2 separate regions of the Mus musculus genome follow, and region 1 is linked to region 2. Evidence: chromatin contacts called from public HiChIP or PLAC-seq data. All regions are on one chromosome and are shown on one strand. The core of a region is the stretch at or near the end of the contact, and the rest is flanking DNA. Distances in the headings are between cores, read along the strand shown. Region 1 holds the start of Nhlrc1 (NHL repeat containing 1). Region 2 overlaps Kif13a (kinesin family member 13A).

Evidence for each region. HiChIP or PLAC-seq counts read pairs in DNA pulled down with a chosen protein or histone mark.
Region 1: an H3K27ac HiChIP or PLAC-seq map of oligodendrocyte precursor cells shows a contact between it and region 2, with 3 times the contacts expected there. The contact joins the promoter of Nhlrc1 here to the enhancer-like site in region 2. A contact is called at or near these places in 1 of 39 promoter capture datasets (hippocampal neurons), 5 of 484 Hi-C or Micro-C datasets (bone marrow-derived macrophages, cardiomyocytes, cerebral cortex and 2 more), 13 of 115 datasets of contacts at active chromatin or transcription factors (bone marrow-derived macrophages, cardiomyocytes, craniofacial prominence and 9 more) and 4 of 9 other capture datasets (adipose tissue, embryonic stem cells, liver and 1 more).

The regions. Positions count from the first base shown.
Region 1 is chr13:47,012,352-47,016,887 of GRCm38.p6, reverse strand. Nhlrc1 (NHL repeat containing 1) reads left to right here and starts at 2,038. Exons shown (of 1, transcript NM_175340.4): 1 at 2,038-4,331. The coding sequence starts at 2,109. The coding sequence ends at 3,314.
Region 2 is chr13:46,870,055-46,874,606 of GRCm38.p6, reverse strand. All of the region lies in intron 2 of Kif13a (kinesin family member 13A), which reads left to right. Among named protein-coding and RNA genes, the nearest start is that of Gm22960, 30 kb to the left of the region's middle. Within about 2 kb of position 1,641, at least 27 of the 459 cell types and tissues checked have an H3K27ac peak or open chromatin away from gene starts, as enhancers often do. A contact at or near this core is called in cerebral cortex, forebrain, heart atrium and 3 more, where this site is marked.

The sequences.
Region 1 (4,536 bases), core at 789-3,288, 140 kb before region 2:
TGCTCTTGCAGAAGACTTGGGTTTGAGTCTCAGGATCCATATTGTGGCTCACAGCCATCTGTAACTCCAGTTTCCTGGAACCGACAGCCCCGCTCCGACCTCCTATGACACCAGGCATACTGTAGAGAAAACACTTATACACAAAAAGTAAAATAAATCTATTTTCTTATTATTTCTGAGGGGCTGGAGAGGTTGCTCAATAGTTACATAACGCTGGCTGCCCAGTCTGGAGAATCCACATTAGGAACCCTCCCACATTCAGTGGCTCACACCTGCCTATAATTCTAGCTCTCGGGTATCTAACATCCTCTTCTGGCCTCCAGAGGTTCACACAGACGTCCACACAGACACACAGACAGCCTCGTGCACACACACTAATAAAAAACAGTTTTTTTAAATTACTAATAAAAAAACTTTCTATGAGATATTATTTTAGTTGGTGTCTTATTTAGAATGGAAATGCATTTTGAAATCATAGTATCAGCTTGGTTATTCTGGTCTAACATTCAATCTCTGAGATATGTAGTAGTTGATTAAAAAAGAAAAAAAAAAACTGCTTGTTTTCCTTGGCCTTCCAAAGAATTTCTCTCTCGAAGAGTGTTAACACAGGCTTGAGTCCTCCAGTTTCTTGGAAGTCTATGGAACAAGAGGGTAACCAATCATGATCACAGCCTTTTTGTGAATAAGAATGTTCTAATACATGGTTTTGGCCAGCACCTTGTTCATGTAAGACAGTTAACTCCGAAAATGAGAGCTTTGAATACCCCCAATGGATTTCGGAAGATTATACTGACCATAAGATTAGGATACTTCCACGATCATCTTTATTGTCAATCATTTCTCCAGTTTTGAAATATTTCCTATACTTATTTATTTGCAGGTGTATATGTTTATGTGAATGTATCTCACACGTTTGCAAATGCATGGAGACCAGAAGGGGACTCTGGATTCCCTGGAGCTGGGGTTACAGATGGTGCGGAGAACTGAACTCATGTCCTCCAGAAGGGCAGCAAGCACTCTTTACCACTGAGCCATCGCTTCAGCCCCTTTACTTTCAATCTTTCTCGGGATGGAAGGCATTGCAGGGAGGAACCGCTGGCTCGAACTTACCTGTACGTTATAATCCCCTTCACAGTGCCCCTCAGCCCACACTGGTGCAGTTAAGCCTTTGCCAAGGAGACTCAAACATTTGTCATACAAAACCATATCTGATGATCAGTGAGATGCCGTGTAGTCAAACTGCCTGCCTTCCAATCACGGCCTCCATGAGGCTTAAATAAAAGTGAATGAAAACCACTTAAAAGAAGGCAGGCACGAGCGAATTCTATAACTGCTACTAACTAACAAGTTTTGTTGTTGTTGTTTTGTTTGTTTTTGAGACGGGGTCTCCCTTTGTGCCTCTAACTGGCCTGGAACTCACTATGTAGACCACCATGCGAGAAAGCTAACAGCTTTCAAAATATCCCTTCCACACAAACCCACTTCACAAGTATTCTTTTGTTTGTTTTGGTTTGGGGGTTTGTTTTTTTAGGCACTGTAGCCTAGGCTGGCCTCCAACTAACCACCAACAGCTGTTCTCCTGTTTCTGCCGCCTGAGTCCCGGCATCACAACTATCACACCCAATTCTTTGACGTCTACGTAGCTACCTTCTCACAAGAAGGAAAAAACACAGCAGAGAGGAATGCACATCTGCCCCTTGAAGTTATCTTCTTTCTTGTGTCTCTGTCTTCAGAATCTTACTATACAGAGACTAGGAGCCATGTCTTGTTCCTGTCTAGCCCTGGTACCCACCTCCCAGCGAAGCTGACTGGCAGTCCGTTTGGGCACCATCCCTGAGAGACTAGCTGTCACTTACAGGAGGACACGGAGAGACCCACTCATCACACCCCGCCCCCACACCCGCTGACATGTCTCAATCTTTAATCCTGGAATCTTCCACCCGTGACGTGATTATCCCAGGTCTGCGCACGGCGCATGCGGACGACTGCGTCGTGCGTCCGCCAGGGGGTGGCAGTGTGCGCCCTGCGTCAGAGCGCATGCCCCGCTCCGTGACCGTGACCGTGGCCGTGACTGAGGGCTGCGCGGAGGCAGCGGAGCAGCGGGAGCAATGGGGGAGGAGGCGACGGCGGTGGCAGCGGCTGGGGTGCGGCCCGAGCTGGTGCGGGAGGCGGAGGTCAGCCTGCTGGAGTGCAAGGTGTGCTTCGAGAGGTTCGGCCACTGGCAGCAGCGGCGCCCGCGCAACCTGCCCTGCGGCCACGTGGTCTGCTTGGCCTGTGTCGCCGCTCTCGCGCACCCGCGGACGCTGGGCCTCGAGTGTCCCTTCTGCCGGCGGGCCTGCCGAGCCTGTGACACCAGCGATTGCCTGCCGGTGCTGCACCTCCTGGAGCTCCTGGGCTCCACCCTCCACGCGTCCCCGGCTGCCCTCAGCGCCGCCCCCTTCGCGCCGGGGACTCTCACCTGCTACCACGCCTTCGGCGGGTGGGGGACCCTAGTGAACCCCACAGGGCTTGCACTGTGCCCCAAGACCGGACGGGTAGTGGTCGTGCACGACGGGAAGAGACGGGTCAAGATCTTTGACTCCGGAGGAGGAGGTGCACACCAGTTTGGAGAAAAGGGGGACGCAGCGCACGACGTGAAGTACCCACTGGATGTCGCCGTCACCAACGACTGCCATGTGGTTGTCACCGACGCTGGCGACTGCTCCCTCAAAGTGTTTGATTTCTTTGGCCAGATCAAGCTGGTTGTGGGAAAGCAGTTTTCCCTGCCTTGGGGTGTGGAGATCACCCCTCACAATGGGGTCCTGGTGACTGATGCAGAGGCAGGGACTTTGCACCTGCTGGAAGCGGATTTCCCTGAAGGGGTCCTTCGGAGGATTGAGAGGTTGCAAGCTCACCTATGCAGTCCCCGTGGGTTGGCAGTGTCATGGCTCACGGGGGCCATCGCGGTCCTAGAGCATCCTTGTGCCTTTGGGAGGACTGGCTGTAACAACACAAGGGTGAAGGTGTTCAACTCCACTATGCAGCTGATTGGCCAGGTGGATAGCTTCGGGCTGAACCTCCTCTTCCCCTCCAAAGTAACTGCCTCTGCTGTGACCTTCGATCACCAAGGAAACGTGATTGTTGCTGACACCTCTGGTCCAGCCATCGTCTGCTTGGGGAAACCCGAAGAATTCCCAGCCCTGAAGCCTATAATCACTCACGGCCTCTCCCGTCCTGTGGCACTGGCCTTCACCAAGGAGAATTCTCTTCTTGTGCTGGATACTGCATCCCATTCTATAAAAGTCTTTAAAGTGATGGAGGGCAACGGAGGGTGATGGGGATCCTGAAGCCAGGAGTCAGAAATCTTGGTGTCATTGGGAGTGAATTGGTCTCACCCATCCATCCAGACAGAAGTAATGGTAACTGAATGGCAAAAGCAGTTACTAAGGCAGTTTTAAAAGACTAATAATTAAATTTGTCATTCGGTGAATGCCTGTTCCCGTGTTAAGAAATTTGCAGATCTTAGCCTGTTTGCTTCTTAACACACAGCGATGTTAATTCCTATTATCCGTCCACTTGGGAGATGAGAAGACAGACCCAGAGCATTCAGTATGGTTTCTTTAGAGTTGTATTCACTGGGACAGTTGAATTCAGTTCTGGCTCCAAACCACTTGCTCTTAGATATGATGTTAGATGTCGTCAACAACAACAAAAACTGTGAGCTGTGTCTTATGTATGTATGTTCTCCTTACAAGTGGGTAACTGGTAAAGTGCACAAAGACAAGAAAGGGGTCTTCATGGGGATTTTAGGAGAAAAGGGAAGTTGTCCATCACCTTCAGCTGTGAGCTCCCCCAAAGGTAGAGTAGATAGCTTATTACCAGTTCCAAGATTTGAACAAGAAACAAAGTTGAGCTCTTTCCTTATAAGGCAAAGGCTGCCAGGATGATAGTGTGTGCCAGAACTCCAAATCCTGAGAAGTGGAGGCAGGAAGTTCAATGCAATCTGCAGCTTAGCTACCTAGTAATTTTGAGGCTAAGCTGGACTAGTGTGTTCTCTCTCTCTCCCTCTCTTTCTCTCCCTCTCTCCCCCTCTTTCTTCTTCCTCTATGGGCACTGGGAACTATCCCGCAGTGATAATTTGAGAAAAATCTGCAGAGCCACTGCCTGCTAGCGTCATGGGCATATGAGACTCGTGTTAATTAGATCTTGCCCCAGCACATTGATGGCAGAAGTGATTTTGTTTGGTGTGGTAAATCTCTGACGCCTGAAGCACTTTGTGATGGAGGCTTTTCTCTGTGTAATTTGAAATGTGATTCAAACACTGTACTTAATAAACAGTCTTCGTCCTTTTAGAGTGCTGGAAACGTGTCTTGAATGGAAGCACAGCCTTGACAATGTAAGGGCTCCTCAGTGCTGTAATTGAGGGGAGGAGTGGAGAATATTTGGGGTGAAATGCTGATCCTCTCTATTTTTTTTTAAGCAAGCACAAAAATCTTTGAGTTCAGGGATGTTGGAATTATACCAAATAACTTACACCTCTGGGGCAGCATGAAAATG
Region 2 (4,552 bases), core at 392-2,891:
ATTTTGTATGTAACCACATAGGAGGTCCCAACCCACAATCCTAGAACTGGGGGTAGATGACAGGGAGCCAGGCAGATCTGGACATCACCCTGGAGCAGCTTGCTGTAGAGTGGATATGGGGGCAATGAAGGGACAGTAGCCATTCCAGAGTCCAGAATGGGGACCTGGGGAAGGTCTCAAGGGAAAGACCTTTGTGCCAAGGAGAGAGCAGTAGTGTGGGGTAGGGTGTGGGGTAGGGGGGATTGCTACATGTGAGAGCTGAGTGGTAGGAGAGTCTAATGAGCTCTCAATTGGTGAGTAGAAGTAGAAGACTGCCTTCTGTGGACACCGTCAGGAACATGGCTGGCCCTTCCCTATAAGAATAAGAGGTTGAGGGGCTGGAGAGATGGCTCAGCGGTTAAGAGCACTGACTGTTCTTTAGAAGGTCTTGAGTTCAAATCCCAACAACCACATGGTGGCTCACAACCATCTGTAATGAGATCTGATGCCCTCTTCTGGGGTGTCTGAAGACAGCTACAGTGTGTACTTACATATAATAATAAATAAATACAACTTTAAAAAACTAAAAAAGAATAAGAGGTTGTTGCAGGGGCCATATGACTTCTAATTTCATTTTTAAAGGAGTTTTTTTTTTTTTTACATTGATTGATTGATTTTGTGTGTGTATGTGTGTGTGTGTGTGTGTGTACACATACTACCATGTATGGGTAGAGGTCAGACGTCAACCTGTAGGAGCTGTTTTTAATTTCCTCCATGTGGGTCCCAGGGATTTGAACGCAGATCTTTGGGCTCAGCAGCGTCATCTTGAGTCATCTTGCTGAGTCATCTCGCTGGCAACCATGTGGCTACTCCTATGGGCAGTTTACCCATCTGAGAAATGAGGGCTGTCTCCCTCCTATTTGAATGAGAACTCAAAAGATAGGGTGTCGAGAACCATTTGCAGCATGCAGAATATGTTCCAAAGTCAGCGTCAACCTCCTAGCGGTGAGGTAGATGGAGAAAGCTTTCTGTAGTCGTGGATACACAGCAGAACCTCTGGTGGCCGCACAGACCCCACGGGCAGCTCTGTGAGATTATGGGCTCAGTGTCCAGCTATGGAACTGTTTGGTTTGGTTTTGTTTTTTCTTTGAAGTTGAGTTTGTCCTTTTTGGTTTTGGAATAGTGCTGCTGATGGCTTTTATAATTAAGGTTGTCAATTCAGAGCATCCAATGGTCTTCCCTTTCTCTTTTTGCCTTTTAAGTTAGGATGGAAGTTGGGTGTTGGCTTTTCATTGCCTTCCTGTGGATAACCAGCTCAGGTCACAACAGAGGAGAAACTGCTGAGCTTCAGCCACTTGTTCGTATCTCAGGCTGGCTTAGAGTACAGCGTTCTCCTCACCTGGGTGTCTACATGGACTTTGCTCTTCTGACTTGCCTCCCGCTCCCCCCATGACTTGCCCAAATCATGGACTTCCAGCAGGACTTTCAGGGACCTGTGTAATCCTGAAGAATTCCGTCAGGAAGGTTTTCTTTGGGTTCCTGTTGGCTGTTTGCCTGTTGGGCAAATAGCTTGTTTGTTTGTGGCTGACCACATAAATAGCACGTGCAAATGAGACGCTTGCAATCCATTTGGAAGTACTAGAAATGATGCAGGTTTTGCAGCTGCTGGGCCAGGGTGCGTGCGTGGCATAGCGGGAAGGGACATCTGCAGCTGCCTTATAGTGATCCCACGCCTTTGCAGACCGACCTCAGACTTGCCTGTTTATGACTTCTGGGCCCCATGTTACTCCCAATTCGTCTTCTGCACTGGGTGGAATTTCAAATAGATCTGTGGATCTCTCTTTAGCCGTTTAAAAGCACGTTTAGGTTTAAAATCAAAGATTTCTATCCCTGTTGTGTTATCTAGTTTGTTTGTTTGTTTGTTTAATCATGTACATTCTAACCCAGAGGATGACATCACTGTAAGTGCTAACTACCCCTGTGACTTTTGTCACAGACATATCATTGGCACCTCTATTTGCAGCTCCCAGGTCTGTATTGGACACGGAATGAAAAATGACATCCTGCCTGGTCAGCATGCCTCCTAAGATCTCGTTTTGTAATAGACATGATTTCCGGCCATGGCGATTCAACTCAATGTGACCTTGAAAATAGATGGTTCTGCATAGATGCCTTGCGGAGTTAAGTGGGCTGCTGACTCAGGGACCTCTCTGTGTGGAGCCCTCAAGTGGCCAGTCCTGCAGGCTGTCAAAGTTAACAAGCATCTGGCCCCGGCACCAGCAGGTGTCAGGTGGAGAGAGGGCATTTGTGAGTAAAAGGGGCTGACAGTGGAGGCTCTTGTAGCCTGTGTGCTGCTCTGATTCCTCCAAAGACTTCATGAATATTAATTCCATTAACCCTCACTGCACCTTTTATGTGGCAGCTGGGGGAGCCAGCACTGAAAGTTTAAACACTGTGTCCAGTGTCATTTTGCTACAAAGTAGCAGAGTGGGAGATTGGGTGAAGCTCGGCATTAGCATCTATGCCCATAACCACCATGCTGGGACAGGCTCTCATAAAAGGCAGCCGTGGGTCTTGACTTGGACCTTTAGGAACTGTTGTACAGAGCCTGATGTTGGTTTCTGGCACGCTTGCTTGCTTGCTTGCTTGCTTGCTTCCTTCCTTCCTTCCTTCCTTCCTTCCTTCCTTCCTTCCTTCCTCACTCTAGCTCTGCTTTTCTAGAAAGGATTTCTCTGTGTAACATAATAACCCTGGCTGTCCTGGACTCTCTTTGTAGACCAGGCTGGCTTTGAACACAGAGAGATCCACCTCCCTCTGCCTCCTGAGTGCTGGGATCAAAGGCCTGCGCCATCAAAACCCAGCTAGGTTTCTGACTCCTTAATGTAGGAAGTGAAATGCCATCCAATGGCAGAGTGCTTTACCTCCCATGTGTGAGGTTTTGATTCCCCCGTACTACAGAGAGGAAAAGTATTGTTGTTAATGGTAGCATAAGTGATACAAGCTTTCATGTGACTGGAAAGTTACTTTGGAAATAAAAGTAGTAACAGAAAGTTAAAAAGCACCATCCCTCCCAAAAGGCCCCGTGAATTGGAGTCAAGTCTTTAGTAGCAGCATCTAGACTGAGATACATTGTATTCTGCGATTCACCTCATAGTGTGCTTTACTCTTGGTTTGTGGGCGTGATCCTCATGGTTTGAGATGGTATTCTCCTTGGACTCAAGTAAGCCTCCCGCTCCAGCCTTCTGAATAAATGGAACTGTAGTGCCAGCACACCCCATTCGCTCCTGACCTGAGGCTAGTATATGTGTTCTGTGCTGATGTGTTTGCCAAACTCCTCAGTGTAATACTTTTGAAGACAGGACCAAAAAACTGCTCAAAACCCATGTGGGTTTTTTGTTTTGTTTTGGGTTTTTTTTCCTCTCTCTCTCTCTCTCTGCTTAATTTTGTTGTGGTTAAACCCAGTGTGAATTTCTCCACCCTTGGGGAATCGTAGCCATAGTGACCAGGAGCAGGGACGTGGAAGTCCTTGTTGAACTCACCAAAGAGAGGCTCCACAGAGACAGCCTTGCACGTGGCCTCAGTGGTGCCTGTGGCCCCAGCTGTGCTGTGGGAGGACTGATTTGGGTGTCGTCCCACCTTGATAATGTTTGTGAACAGGGCAGAAGGAGCCAGTCGTGATGGATAGCCATTAGACAAAATGACGTCACAGAACTGTGAATTCCACGTGCTCTGGGGATCCGTTTCAGTTTTGGAAGAGTATACAGAAGCACGGGCATCACCATTGTAGACTAATGCCATGGGGATGCATGCAGACACATTCACCCTAGTTCTGTACTTTACTGTAAACTTTATTTATTAATCACCTGAACTCAGAGAAGTGAACTAGCGAGTGAGTCTACGTAGCAATTAAAAGCAAACAAGTTTGAGAAGAGAAAACACTACTTTTAGTGTACATCACCCTGTAGGATGCAGCTAAAGTCCATCCCCCCCTCCGCCCCCCACCGTTCAGTCCCAGATAGTTGAGGCGTGCTTCCGTGCAGGCTTGCTTAGGTTACTTTCTTTTTGATGATGGAGATTAAGCATAGCACCTCAGCACACGCTGGACAGGTGCTCTGCCACTCCTGTCATGCCTACCCCTGACCGAGCCAGCTGCCAGCTCAGTCAGCCAAACAGGGTCCCAAGAGAGGGAGTGAGGATTGAAAAGAAAAATACAATTAGACAACATTATAACATGACCCCAGCCAGTTCTGAAGCTGAAGCGGGCTTTTTTCCCCCCCAGTCTGCTTTTATATCATTCTAGGTACATATAAAGAATATGATCAGTCCTAAGGCATAGACAAAGGTCCCACGATTACTGTATTCAGTCTTAACAAGACCCATCGAGATATAAAGAGCACATTCCTCAGCTGTATTCATCTTGAGCCTACTTCCTAGTCCTAGCCCAGTGTCAAATTCCTGCCAAATTCCTAGAAGGTGGCCCCCAAAGCTCTCCACATACTCCACAAACTTTGAGTTGCCCACATTTGTCTTGAGCTTACTCTATGGGGCAGGTAAGCCTTGAACTTCCAAAACC